Linked DNA regions of Mus musculus: region 2 is linked to region 1. The links are chromatin contacts, called in public capture Hi-C maps. All regions are on one chromosome and are shown on one strand. Each heading gives the region's core, a stretch centred on a gene start, on an enhancer-like site or on the middle of the called end of the contact. The rest is flanking DNA. Distances are from core to core; before and after follow the strand shown. Region 1 holds the start of Luc7l2 (LUC7-like 2 (S. cerevisiae)). Region 2 holds the start of 1700025N23Rik (RIKEN cDNA 1700025N23 gene).

The links. Capture Hi-C pulls out chosen DNA fragments and counts their contacts.
Region 2: a contact with region 1 is called in a capture Hi-C map of macrophages, with 2.7 times the contacts expected there. The contact joins the promoter of 1700025N23Rik here to the promoter of Luc7l2 in region 1. A contact is called at or near these places in 4 of 9 other capture datasets (adipose tissue, liver, macrophages and 1 more).

What each region holds. Positions count from the first base shown.
Region 1 is chr6:38,549,945-38,556,148 of GRCm38.p6, forward strand. It overlaps Luc7l2 (LUC7-like 2 (S. cerevisiae)), which reads left to right and starts at 1,390. Exons shown (of 10, transcript NM_138680.3): 1 at 1,390-1,964. The coding sequence starts at 1,904.
Region 2 is chr6:39,062,710-39,068,882 of GRCm38.p6, forward strand. It overlaps 1700025N23Rik (RIKEN cDNA 1700025N23 gene), which reads right to left and starts at 4,877. Exons shown (of 4, transcript NR_040523.1): 1 at 4,797-4,877; 2 at 3,083-3,157; 3 at 2,180-2,240; 4 at 1,170-1,854. The region is part of intron 9 of Tbxas1 (thromboxane A synthase 1, platelet); the gene reads left to right.

The DNA.
Region 1 (6,204 bases), core at 140-2,639:
CTGGGTAATATTTGTGTCTTGAACCAGAAGGCTGAGGAATTTGGAGAGAGGGTAATGTTAAAAATTGGGAAGAAGCTGGGTGTGGTGGCGCACGCCTTTAATCCCAGCACTTGGGAGGCAGAGGCAGGTGGATTTCTGAGTTCGAGGCCAGCCTGGTCTACAGAGTGAGTTCCAGGCTACACAGAGAAACCCTGTCTCGAAAAAACCAAAAGTTGGGAAGAAAAAGTGGAGAGAGACGACATGTAATTAAAAAAACAAACAAAAACCCAAACAACAACTAAACAGTTTTATGCTAAGTTGGCAGCTCAGTTTGTCTTTTGTGTCAGGGTGATGCCTAACTTCTGCAGAGGTGAAAAATGTCTCCATTCCTAACCTATGCTGAGTCTCCGGTATTCTCACTTTTTAAGGCTATTTTTCTCATAACATTGACACCCTGTCTCAAAAACAGTACTCTGAATAATTGTGTTTTTTTTTTTTTTTGGCAAGTTGCTGACTAGATAACGTAATTTGCATCGGCTCAGTGCCTAGTTAAACCTTGGAATTGTGATGATTCTTTCATATGATTTTAATATGAAGCTGGCGCTAGTTTGAAGTTTTAGTTCCTCAATGCATGGGCAATTATAATGAAACGGCAAAAAATATCCATAATTTCCCAGTTATTATCTAAAGTTGCGACGTTTCAGCTTAAAAGACTCGCCAGTTTTTTTTTCCTTTTCGAAAACCGGTAAGCAGCCGTGGCCTAAGTATTTCCCGTTGGCTCACTCTGGCCTCAGCCCCACCAGCCTTGAGATTAAGAAATCAACTACGGTTGGAAGGTCGCAGTCAGCAGGGCGTGGGAGTGCAGGGCGACAGTCAGCCAAGAACCCCACGGAAACGCTGCTCTGCATTATGGCCTGTCCCAAGCTCTCACTTTGCCCAGCTCCGAATTCAGACTAGCAGCTTCCAGCTGTCCTAAACGTAGCAGAAGGGGTCGGGAGGCCTGATTTCCACTGTGTTGATTTCGCGGTTTGTTTGCTTTTTCTTTTTCCTGAACCTGACATGTCCCGAACTCGGGCACTGATGAGGGGCAGTGGCCTGAGGATAAGGTTAGGTGTCCTCCGCTCGGGCTCGGGGCTCCCACGGGCTTGCGATTCCGCCAGCATCCGTCGGGAAAGCACTAACCCTGAGAACTTCTGTCGCACTACTTACTGCGACTCGCTCTAAGCTCGGCACTGGCTAATTTGCGGCTGGACGCCAGGGCGGCAAACAGCAAAGGCCTAAGTGACCTGCTGCTTAGACGCCCGGGGCCGAAGAGGCTTCGGAGTAGGCTAAAAAAAAAAAAAAAAAAAAAAAAAAAAAGAGCATCATTCTCGCGAGACTCAGCCTCCGAGAGGGGCGGGGTGAGCAGACGTGAACGCGCTCGGGAGCCGTTAGGGTGGGACCCTTCGTAGGAGGGGCAGGGCGGAGCGCAGCGACGTGGATGGCGATTGGCCGAACCCCCACGGGAAACGACTAGGCGCGAGCTGCGTGCGCGCTCCCGTCGCGGCGGCTGCGAGCCGCGTCAGAGCTCGCTTGCTGGGGGGGGGGGTTGACGGCTTCTGGCGGGTGTTGGTGTCGGGAGGAGGCGAGAGTCGGCTTAGCCTGTGTCGCGTCTGTCTCAGGAACCGGACGGAGAGTGAGGGCACCAGGGCTCACTCTCTAGGGGGGCTGCCATTTTCCGCGTTCACGCCGTCGTGAGGAGCGCAGCCCGGACTCTCCACGACCCCTCCGACTCCCTACTCGCGGGCCTCGAGGCCGCGGCGGCCACCGAGACAGCGCCGCACCTCCCCCACCCCTTCCCCTCGTCCCCCGCCCGCCAGGGCCCGGCCGGTGCCCCACCCCCGCCTGCCTGCCCGCCCGACCGCCCGCCCGCTACGCCGCCGCCATGTCGGCGCAGGCCCAGATGCGCGCTATGCTGGACCAGTTAATGGGCACCTCTCGGGACGGTAAGTCGCTGCCAGAGCCCTGGGGGTGGGGGAGGGGCCGTGCCTGGGGAGGGGGAGGCCTCCGAGGGAGCACTTGGGCGCGCGCGTGCGGCCGAGTAAGGGGTTCCCAGATTGGTAGCGCGAGGTCCCCCCCGTCTCTCTTCCAGTCCAATCAGGGCTTGGCAGGCGGTCTTGGGGGCGGTGACCGTGCGGATTGGCGGGAACTGCTGCCAATGCGGCGAGGCGGGGCCTGGGAGCAGAAAGGGGAGTTTGTGCCTTTTGCTGTTGACTTGGCGGGGTTGGGAGAGCCCAAGTCTGTCTTGGAGTAGTGGGGCGGTCAGTTTGACTATTGATCAGGGACCGGCGGGGCGCTCAGGTCTCCACCCCCAGCTCCAGCTCCTTTCCTCTGGGCTTTCGGATCACCCCTCGCCGCCGTCCTCTAGAGTGTGGAGAGAAACATCCCCTCCCTCCCTGGTCTTAACGAAACCACTACTAACCCCCAGTTCCAGGGACGCTTCGTCGAGCCCTTACAGAATCAACTTTTTTTTTTCGTGTGTGTGGAAAATCTGACCCAAACCATGGTTTCTTAAAGTGGGTGTGTTTGGCCCCATTTTGTAGAAGTGTTTAGGCCTATTTTTTTTTCCCACCGAGAGACCTCCATTTTGTTAGACCACGTATTAGAGACTTCAGTAAATATTGGCAAATTTTACCTGTGCTGAAAACAGAATCATTTTGGATATTTGATGCCCACTGAATTAGAATTGAAGGAAAGGGCTTTTAAAAATACAGTTAGATTAGAATCCTTAGAAAGAGTTATTTACGTGTTTGTTTCTAAAAATGATGAAATGTTGCTTTTGGGGGATAATTAACAATGTACTTTCAAATTAAAGTTCAGCACTTTCTTAAAAAAAAAAAAAAACAAGTCCAAATCCTGACTTGTAAAAACTCGTTTAGGCAAGTTTTTTAGCGATTTAAATGCTTTTTTTTTTTTTTTTTTTTTTTTTTTGGACAAGTTTGGCTTACAAGAAAAGACGTACATAAATTTAGCTTAATTGTAAATCCTGTTGAATTTTCTTGAGTTCTTTGCGGAAAATATGGGAGAAGATAGAACCTATTTCAAATCTTTTTTAGCAATACTTAATACAGCTTTCAGTGTAAGGTTAAGTCCTAATAAAAACCCACTGGAAATTTTTCTTAAAGATAGATACAGGTGGATAACAGATTTATTGTATAGAGAGGAGGGAAAAAATGGAAAGAAAATAAGATTTATTTGTGAGTAGTAAGTAATCCCTTGAAAGTTAAGTAATTAAAAACACCACTGGAATAACCTAACCTTTCATGCTTGGGTAAGAATGTTTATAATTGCAGCATGTCTTAACTTTCTTCCTTCTCCATCATAAGTGAGGATATTTAGAAGGGGCTTCATACAGGAACTTAACAGTTCAATATTTGTAATAACATTTTAGAAATCTTAAAGGCTTACCTTATGTAATCTTTAAATATGAATTGATGCCATTATTGGTAACTTCTGCATAGATAGGATTTCCTTATGTATTTTACTGGGAGGTTAGTTGGATCAAGGTAACTATGACCTGACAATTTACTTTTCTTTTTTTTTTCCCTGTGTAGTCCTGGCTGACCTGGAACTCACTCTGTAGACCAGGCTGGCCTGGAACTCAGAAATCCTCTTGCCTCTGCCTCCCAAGTGCTGGGATTAAAGGCATGCCCGGCTGACAATTTTCTGATAGCAGCCCCCCTCTAGTATTACAAAACTGAACTGTTAAATATGTAGTATATCTGTAAATTTCTCTTTGTAGTCCCAGAATGAAGCTGGATTCTTAAAGTTTAATTATTTTTTTACTTAAATTTATATTCCTGTGTCTGTCCCTGAATATTTTTTAATCCTTCAGACCTATTGAACTTAAAAATAAACACATATTTATGAGTAAACAATAGTATTTGGTTGAAGTGATTTGATTTTCAGTGCTGTATTGATTCAGAAGAAGCATCAATTTTGCCTTTGTAGAACGCTAAGGCAGGAGAATTTCAGTGAGTTCAAGGCTACCCTAGGTTACATAGTTCCAGGCTAGCCTGAGTTAAGGCAAGACCCTGCCTCAAGCAAAAACATTAGAAAAGAACTACTTTTATGGAAAAGTGGGAAAAAAAGGAGTGAATGTTAGTCAGGTGTAGTGCAGTGAGATCCCATAGCTCAAGAAAACAAAAAGAAAGCTTTTTTAAGGTACCGTATTAGTTCTTTCATATATTTGACATAACATAGTACATTTCCTTGTTATTTAATGAAATTTTAATTGAGGACCTTGAAATAAAATCAGAATTACCTTTTTTTGTGTACCATAAACAAAATTAGACAAGGATAAGGGACATAGGTACATCACTGAGAAGCACCATGTCATTTGGACCACATAATGGAAAACCTCGTGTTATACACATGGGACAGCTTACCAAAAATACTGTGTGTTTGGCTTTAAGAGGTGGAATTGGGAACCCAGAAAGTGGGGGAGAGATGGAAAAGGTAGGTAAGGGTGGGTATTTAAAGTAGCTTTGTTTTTTGTTTATCCTTGCAGACAACTATAAAACAGCCAAGACTTTTGGATAGTGGTGCTTTAGATGGCATTTATCCCCTTAACAGTATCATATTTGTGAAGGAATCTGGAACAGTAAAGGAATCTGGGACTCTGGGAAGATGTTGCTCCCCCTTTCCTAATATTCCCCACCCACACTTTTCTGAAAAGAGCTTTTAATTCCTTTTTAAATTACTTGGAGACTTAAATCTGTTGGTTAAGTGTATCATCGATTACTTAAATCAGCTAATCACTTAAGTGACTTAAATCTCACTAGAATCCTTAGGAATAGGCATTGTGGTGGTAGTAAAATAGACAACTTGGATTACTGGGCACTTCAGGAAAGGATAGTCCATGATGTGTGTGGGGGTTGCTTTGGACAGTCAGAAGGGCAGCTTGGTGGCATTGGGAGGTTGGGCATTGGGAGGATAATCAGGAGGTGGGAGAGAAATGCATAAGGGAGATGGGAGGGCCAAAGACAAACTTTGCCTTCTTTGCAATTTTGCCTAGGGCCCTGGTGGTGGCAACCGCCTGTGTGCCACTGAAAATCGTGCCGATGCCTGGCATACTGCATAAATGGAAGCAGGGTACCGCGTGAGTTGAAACATTGGTCACACTATATAAAGTTTGTATATGTGAATCAGTGTAACTCAAACCCATGTAACTGGGGGGTCTGTCTATATTTGGAATTTTCTAATAAGATATAAGTTTAGGAAAAGAACATTGGGCTGAGACTCAGGAGACCTGGTTTCTAATTAGAAGCTTGGGTAAGTCACATAACCTTTTTGCCTCAAATTAAATCTGTAATTTGTTATATGGGAAGCCAAATAATTTTCTATGTTATACTAAAAATATTAAATAAATATAATTAGTTTTTCTTAGGAAAAAAAGTTGCAAGTAGATATCATTACTAGTATTTTAAAATTAATTACATTTAAGAAATTTTTTGCCTTAGAAAAGAGAGAGGTAATTAATTTGTTTTCCCTGAGCATATTCCAGATGGTAACAGTAACACAGGAAATTTTAAGAAACATTTTATTTGTTTTTGTGATAGTTGAGAGAAAGCACTGTAGTGCCCTCAGATGGATAGTGGTTATTTTGACTAGATTGGATTAATTGTAAGAATGTCCCTTGGCATAAATCCTCTGTGGGCACGTAGTTTGGGTATGAATATCTGGCTGAGATTCCAGAAAGACTTAGGAAGGTACAACTAAAGTGAATTAAACAAAATTGAGGTGGACTGGAACACCACCACCACCTCCCCAGTAATAGGGATCAAACTCCAGGCTTTTCGTGTGCTAGGGAGCTCTGAACCACTAAACCCTTAGGCCTAGGACCAGGACCTAGATTACATCCTAAAATTTGAAGTTTGACGTTTAGAAGGTTGTTCTAAGGCTACTATGCTTTTTAAATTGTTTTGTTTGTTTGTTTCTTTTTTTTTTTTAAGATTTATTTATTATTTTACTTAAGTACACTGTAGCTGTCTTCAGATGCACCAGAAGGGGGTGTCAGATCTCATTACAGGTGGTTGTGAGCCACAATGTGGTTGCTGGGATTTGAACTCAGGACCTTCAGAGCAGTCAGTGCTCTTACCCGCTGAGCCATCTTGCCAGCCCTTAAAATTGTTTTTATGGGAGCACAAACCATTTCTGAAAGGTTAAAATAAAATAGGAGTGATA
Region 2 (6,173 bases), core at 3,627-6,126, 520 kb after region 1:
CAGGATGAAATGCTATGGTTTTTATTCGGTAAAGGCAAGATCCTACAGAGGGTTGGCACGGCCGGTGACGTTCAACCTGGGGCCTTATGTGGAGAGGGATGATGGTGGTGGTGGTAGTGATGGTGATGATGATGTGTGTGTGTGTGTTTGTTCATATGTGCATGTGCATATATGTGTGTGGTGTGTGTGCATGAATATGGTATGTTTATGTATGGTATGTGGTATGTATGTGTGTGCAGTATATGTATGTGTGTGTGGTATGGTATGTGTGTGTATGGTATGTGGTGTGTATGTATATGGTATATGTATATGGGGTGTGTGTATGTATATGGTGTGCGTGTGGTATATGATATATATATGTGGTATGTGTGAGGTATGTGGTCTATGTATGTGGTGTATGTGTGATATGTGATATATGTATGTGGGGTGTGTATATGTATGTATGTGGTGTATGTATGTATGTGTGTGGTATGTGGTGTATGTATGTGTGTGTGTGTGTGATATGTGGGGTATGTGTATGTATGTGTAGTGAGTGTGTGTGTGTTATATGTGGTGTATATGTGTGTATGTATGTATGTGGTGTACGTATGTGTGTGTGTGTGTGTGTGTGTGCTATGTGGATGAGTGCACTATGCCTGTGCAAGTGTTGTATCTCCTTTTGTTTGTCCCCTCAGTTAATTCCTTAATGGCCTTGGCCTTCCAGCCCAGGCACACCTGCAATAGTCCCTTTGTTTGTGTGAGATGAATTCTGGCTCTTGTCTTTTAATGTGGATATAAATAGATGCCATGTCCATGCTCTTCGTGGCTTCTTCTAAGCTATGAATGTATTTCTGCCTCTAACTGCCAAATTCTCTAAAACTAGCACACAATACTTTCAGAGCATTGCTACATAAGCCAGGGAACTTAAGAGAAGAGTGTGTGCATGAATGAGCACACACACACACACACACACACACACACACACACCCCACATCCAGGCCCTGTGGCTTCCCACAGGAACCCACTATGAAATCTCAGAGACAAACCCTCAGTTGAGAGAAGTTAGAGGAAGCAGTGAGACCACAGGCCAGACAGGGACACCCAAGCCAGGCAGGGAGACCCCAGGAATGGCAGTGTCTTAGTCAGAGTTTCTATTGCTGTGATGAAACACCACGACCAAGAAGCAAGCTGGGGAGGAAAGGGTTTATTCAGATTACACTTCCACATTGCTGTTCATCGCCAAAGGAAGTCAGGACAGGAACTCAAACAGGGCAGGAACCTAGAGGCAGGAGCTGAAACAGAGACCATGGAGGGGTGTTGCTTCCTTGCTTGCTTCCCCTGGCTTGCTTAGCCAGCCTTCTTATAGAACCCAGGACCACCAGCTCAGGGACAGCACCACCTACCTTGAGCTGAGCCCTCCCTCCTTGATCACTAATTGAGAAAATGCCTTACAGCTGGATCTCATGGAGGCATTTCCTCAACTGAGGCTTCTTCCTCTCTGGTGACTCTAACTTGTATCAAGTGGACACACAAACCAGCCAGTACAAACAGGGAGAAGCCAGACCATGTGCCTCAAGGTGGGGTTTGCTCCTCAGTTTGTGGTCAAGGGACAGGGCTGAGGTCATCACATTTCCCACAGATCCGTTTCATGCAATGGTCTGTGCTCCCTGGAGAGTCCCGGTGCCTGGGAACTTTTCTTCCTATGTCTGTATTTCCCCCTACGCTTAAAAGATTTCTAATTCCCTGCTTCTAGAGAGAAAGGAGACATCACTAGACTCTGTTTGTACAACACAGGAGTAGCCATGGGGGGAGGAGGGGTATCAATATCACGTGATGCTGCTGGAGCATAACAATCAGAGCCAGCCATTTTCATTTCTGTTGACAAAACAAGAAAATGTTAATGTTTCCATTCGGTCCCTGAATCTACAGGAGAAAAGTCTTTGTAAATCAATGTTCTTATTTTCATTTACACTGCAGGTCACATCTGTGCACACAGCTAGTCCATGGCTATGTGTCAATCTATGAGTAAGTGTCTGTGTCTAGCTTTCAAAGAACACGATAACACTTAATACATTCATACACACACAAAAAAACGTAAATGTAACGGGGGATGGGTAAAAAGTCTAAAGGCTGCCAGGAAAGGGAAAAATTGTTCTCCACTTAAAAGATGTGCCAATGACCTGGGTGTGGTGACACATACCTGTAATCCCAGCACTTGGAAAACTGAGGCAGGAAGATCACAAGTTCACAGCCACCTAGGGCTACAAGGCAAAAAAGACCCTATGTCAAAAAAGGAAGCAAAACAAAACAAAAATTAAACAGCATTTAATAAGTTCAATGTAGGTTGCTGGAGACATGGCTCAGAGGTTAATGACACCTGCAAAGGACCTCTTGCAGAGCACCCTGGCATCCATGTGCTAGAACGCAACCATCCATAACTCCAGTTCCAGGGACTCTGTTGCCCTCACAAAGACATACAGACAGGCAAAACACCAATGGACATAAGGTAAGAATAAATTAATTTTTAAAAAGAGGCTCAAAACAAAAGAAACAAAGCTAGAATTTACCATCCAGTGAAGACCAAACATAAATGACAATCTCTCTGAAAATCAAGGGATCATCATGTGCGAGTGTGAACGTGGGGGAGGCCCCATGCACTTTTCAGATTTCCATTTTCCTGATATTTAATTTTCTCCTTTCTAGGAGCACAGAAATTCATTTTATAAAGCAAATCCCCGTTGATATGACTTTAATAAGCCTTGGGAATCCCTTTCTTACTAACACTCCCTACAGAAGACAGATCCCCCTTCTCAAAAGGAGTCCTGCCAGTGGGTGTACCCACCACAAACACCAACCAGTTTGTCACAGTGTCTGGAAGCTGACACTTCCATCATGCATTTGCCCTTCCTTTGAGTCAGGCCGGGGCATCTGAGGGGACCTACTGATGGCGCCCCGGGCAGCGGGGCCAAGGCCGGAGCTGTAGTACGATCCATTCATAACTGTGTCCTTCACTTGTGGAACATGGTGGCTCCCCAAGGACTGGCCAGGGAGAGGGACAGATGGGGCTTTTTCACAGGTGAGAGGTGGGTTTCAGGTTCCTTACTTCTAAGTCTGGAGGCTGCAGAATCCAGAGTGACTTCATAATATCTTTCTGAAACGTAGATGTTTGACATGTTGCCTGGCTGGAAGTAAGCGAATACTCCTACTCAGCTCTCATAGTTATCCTGGTCCCCCCATCTCACTGTCCCCTTAATCTGCTACCCTCTGTCCCCACTTCCTGGACATCCTCATGAATATTTAGCAACTGTTAGAAACTGGGACAACAGCCTGGGGTGGGCCAGTCATAACTCAGTGTAGTCCCCTCTGTCTCTTCCTACTATGTGGACAGGACAGGACAGGACAGGTGTGCGTGTGTGTGTGTGTGTGTGTGTGTGAGAGAGAGAGAGAGAGAGAGAGAGAGAGAGAGAGAGAGAGATCAGCATTCTTATTCATGTTTGTACACATGGAGGTCAGAGGTCAACATGAGGTAGCTGTCATTCTCTACCCACGATCCCCCCTTCTCCCCGAGACAGGGTTTGCCATCAGATCTAGATCATGCCATGTCAGCTAGACTGGCTTGTCAGTGTTTTCTGGAATCCTCCATCTCTGTCCCCATTCCTAGGGTACAGAGAAGGCTGCCATGCCTAGTTTTTATATGGGTGTTAGGGATCTGAACTTGGGTCTTTGAGCTTGTTCCGCAAGCACTTACACACTGAGCCATCTCGCCAGCTCCAGCAGATGCTATTTCTATTTTAAGCATGTTGAGTGAGCCTCCAGCCTTTTCTTCCAAGGACACTTGGGGAGGGGGAGGGGGAGGGGGCGTATTTTATCTCTTTGAAACAGGATTTCTCACTGAACCTGGAGCTTGCTAATTTGGTTAGACCAGCGGCCATCAAGACCCAGGTTTGCTCCTGTCTCTTGTTCACTGGTGTAGGGATGACAGAAGTGGTCCTCAACCTGTGGGTTGTGACCTCTTTGGGGATCCCAGGGGTCGCCTAAGACCATCTACATATCCGATATTTACATTACAATTCATAACATGTCATCACTACACTAAAAACAAAATGAGCCATGATTCTTTCAAAACAGCCAATTGCCCTGATGGAGCCGTAGTATTTGTCTCATCCTCTTTTGACGTATCATCCACACACTTTTCTTTATGACGGCCAGCGTGGGCGTGCCTCCCTCTGGGTCCCCAGGGATGTGTGTCCCTCTCTTCTCCCATCTCACCCACGTCCACTTGCTCACACCATGGCTGAACTGGGGAGCCGAGGAGAGCGATGAGCCAGTGTGCTTTCGTGCACCTCTTGTGCCTGGCTCAGGGCTCACAGCCTGGGTAAAGGAATGAATGGTTCCCCAAGCTGAATGAGAAGCTCTGTTCCCCACAAGCCTCTCCTCTACAACACCAGTGACGTCCCGTTGCCATGATCTGTTAGAAGTGTGGCTCCCCTTGTCACTCTGGATCTCTGGCACCACGCCCAGCAGCTGTCTAAGGTGTTCACGGTGAGAGCCCTGGTAGAAGGTGCTCAGAACACACTCCCAGCAAGACTCTGGGCTCACAGGTTTCCTCCCTGGCCTTCATTTTTCCTCCCCTGTATCATGAAGAAGTCAGATACAATGATTTCTATGGTCCCTTTCAGGAACTGGGGCGTCCCCATTTACCATCCGTTTGCTGCCCTCTGCTGGCAGCTCAGCTCAGGCCCTTTGTGTCCCGGAGATCCTGGACTTTTGTTGCCTGGCCTGGATCTAACTCAAATGAAGGGTGTGTTTCTTTTTACCTTGTGTGCTTACTTTTCCTATCCTGGGGTCACTCGAGGTTACAGGAAGGCTCTTGAGGGGCCCCATCACAGGTCACCAACAACCCCCCCCCCAGAGTGGGCCTGAGTGCCTACAAAGTCAGAACACTGGCCCATTGTGATGCTCACGGGTCACCTGAGTCAAAGTTTAGGGGCAGTGAAAGCCAGTGCAGAGAAAGAATAAATGAAGGTGTTGACTTTATAATGAAGGCATCAGTTAACCCAACCAGTGAGCTCCTCCTTTTAACAAATCCAGACAGGTTATAATCACATGAGCTTAGTTGGGAGCCAGCACCATTTATTTACCCATCAGAGAAACAGCTCCTACATCTAATTTATATATATATATATATATATATATATATATATATATATGCATAATACATACATATATACACACATACACACAATTCATGTTTTGTGTGTGTATGTGTGAGAGATGTGTGTGTGTGTGTGTGTGTGTGTGTGTGTAGAGGGAAAGGGAGAGAGAGAGTTCTATATTGTGGTATAGTCACCATGTCCCTTCCTCCCTACCTCTCTTTCTTCTTTTCTCTCACATTCTAGCATTTGTTAGGACTCCTGTGGTTGCAGATAGCAGGGTTCAAAGTGTCACTGACTTGGTCCACGAGTGGGAACCTGCCTGGAGCAGACAGGACCAAGAATTCTATGAGGCACCAGGAAATGATCTCTGCCCTTGGCCTCTGCCTCTCACTTTACATCTACTTTGTTTCTTTCTTGAACCAACTGGTATTTTGTGCTCACTAACCCACAAAGCAGAAGGCGGCCACCAACAGCTCATGATATACCCACTCTCAACTCCAGGCTCCTTTTTCTCTGTCCCAACCCAGTTTTCTACACTGGTCCCCTTGGACTAACTAGTCACGTCTTCCAGAGCTGACTACACAATTTGTAAGGCCTAAAGTGAAATGCAAACATGGGGCTCTTTACTGGAAAGGCAGGAGGACTGCTGAGCATTCGGGTGGAGCACGGCTCACTTTCCTCCAAGGTCTCTCGTTTGCCATGGTGCTGTTTCATTTCTACTCAGTCATCCTTAGTAAAGAAAAAAAATCACCTACATTTTCAATTATTTCCTTGAATTTTTCCACCCATCTTTATATCATACAAAGCCAGTTTCCAAAGTTGCGTGCAGAGCCACAGAAGTAGTGCAATTCATGTTTTGTGAAGTCAACAGCCAGAGGACACAAACAAACCAAACTGCTGAAGATGGAAAGCAAAAGAGGAAGTATCCCCAGAACCCCCAAACTTCTTCAGACCTGGGCTGAGAAAGCGCAGACCTTCACGGGTGCCCTGAACCCCAGTCCCAAGCCTGACTGCAGGTGGGGTCTGGGAAAGTCAGTC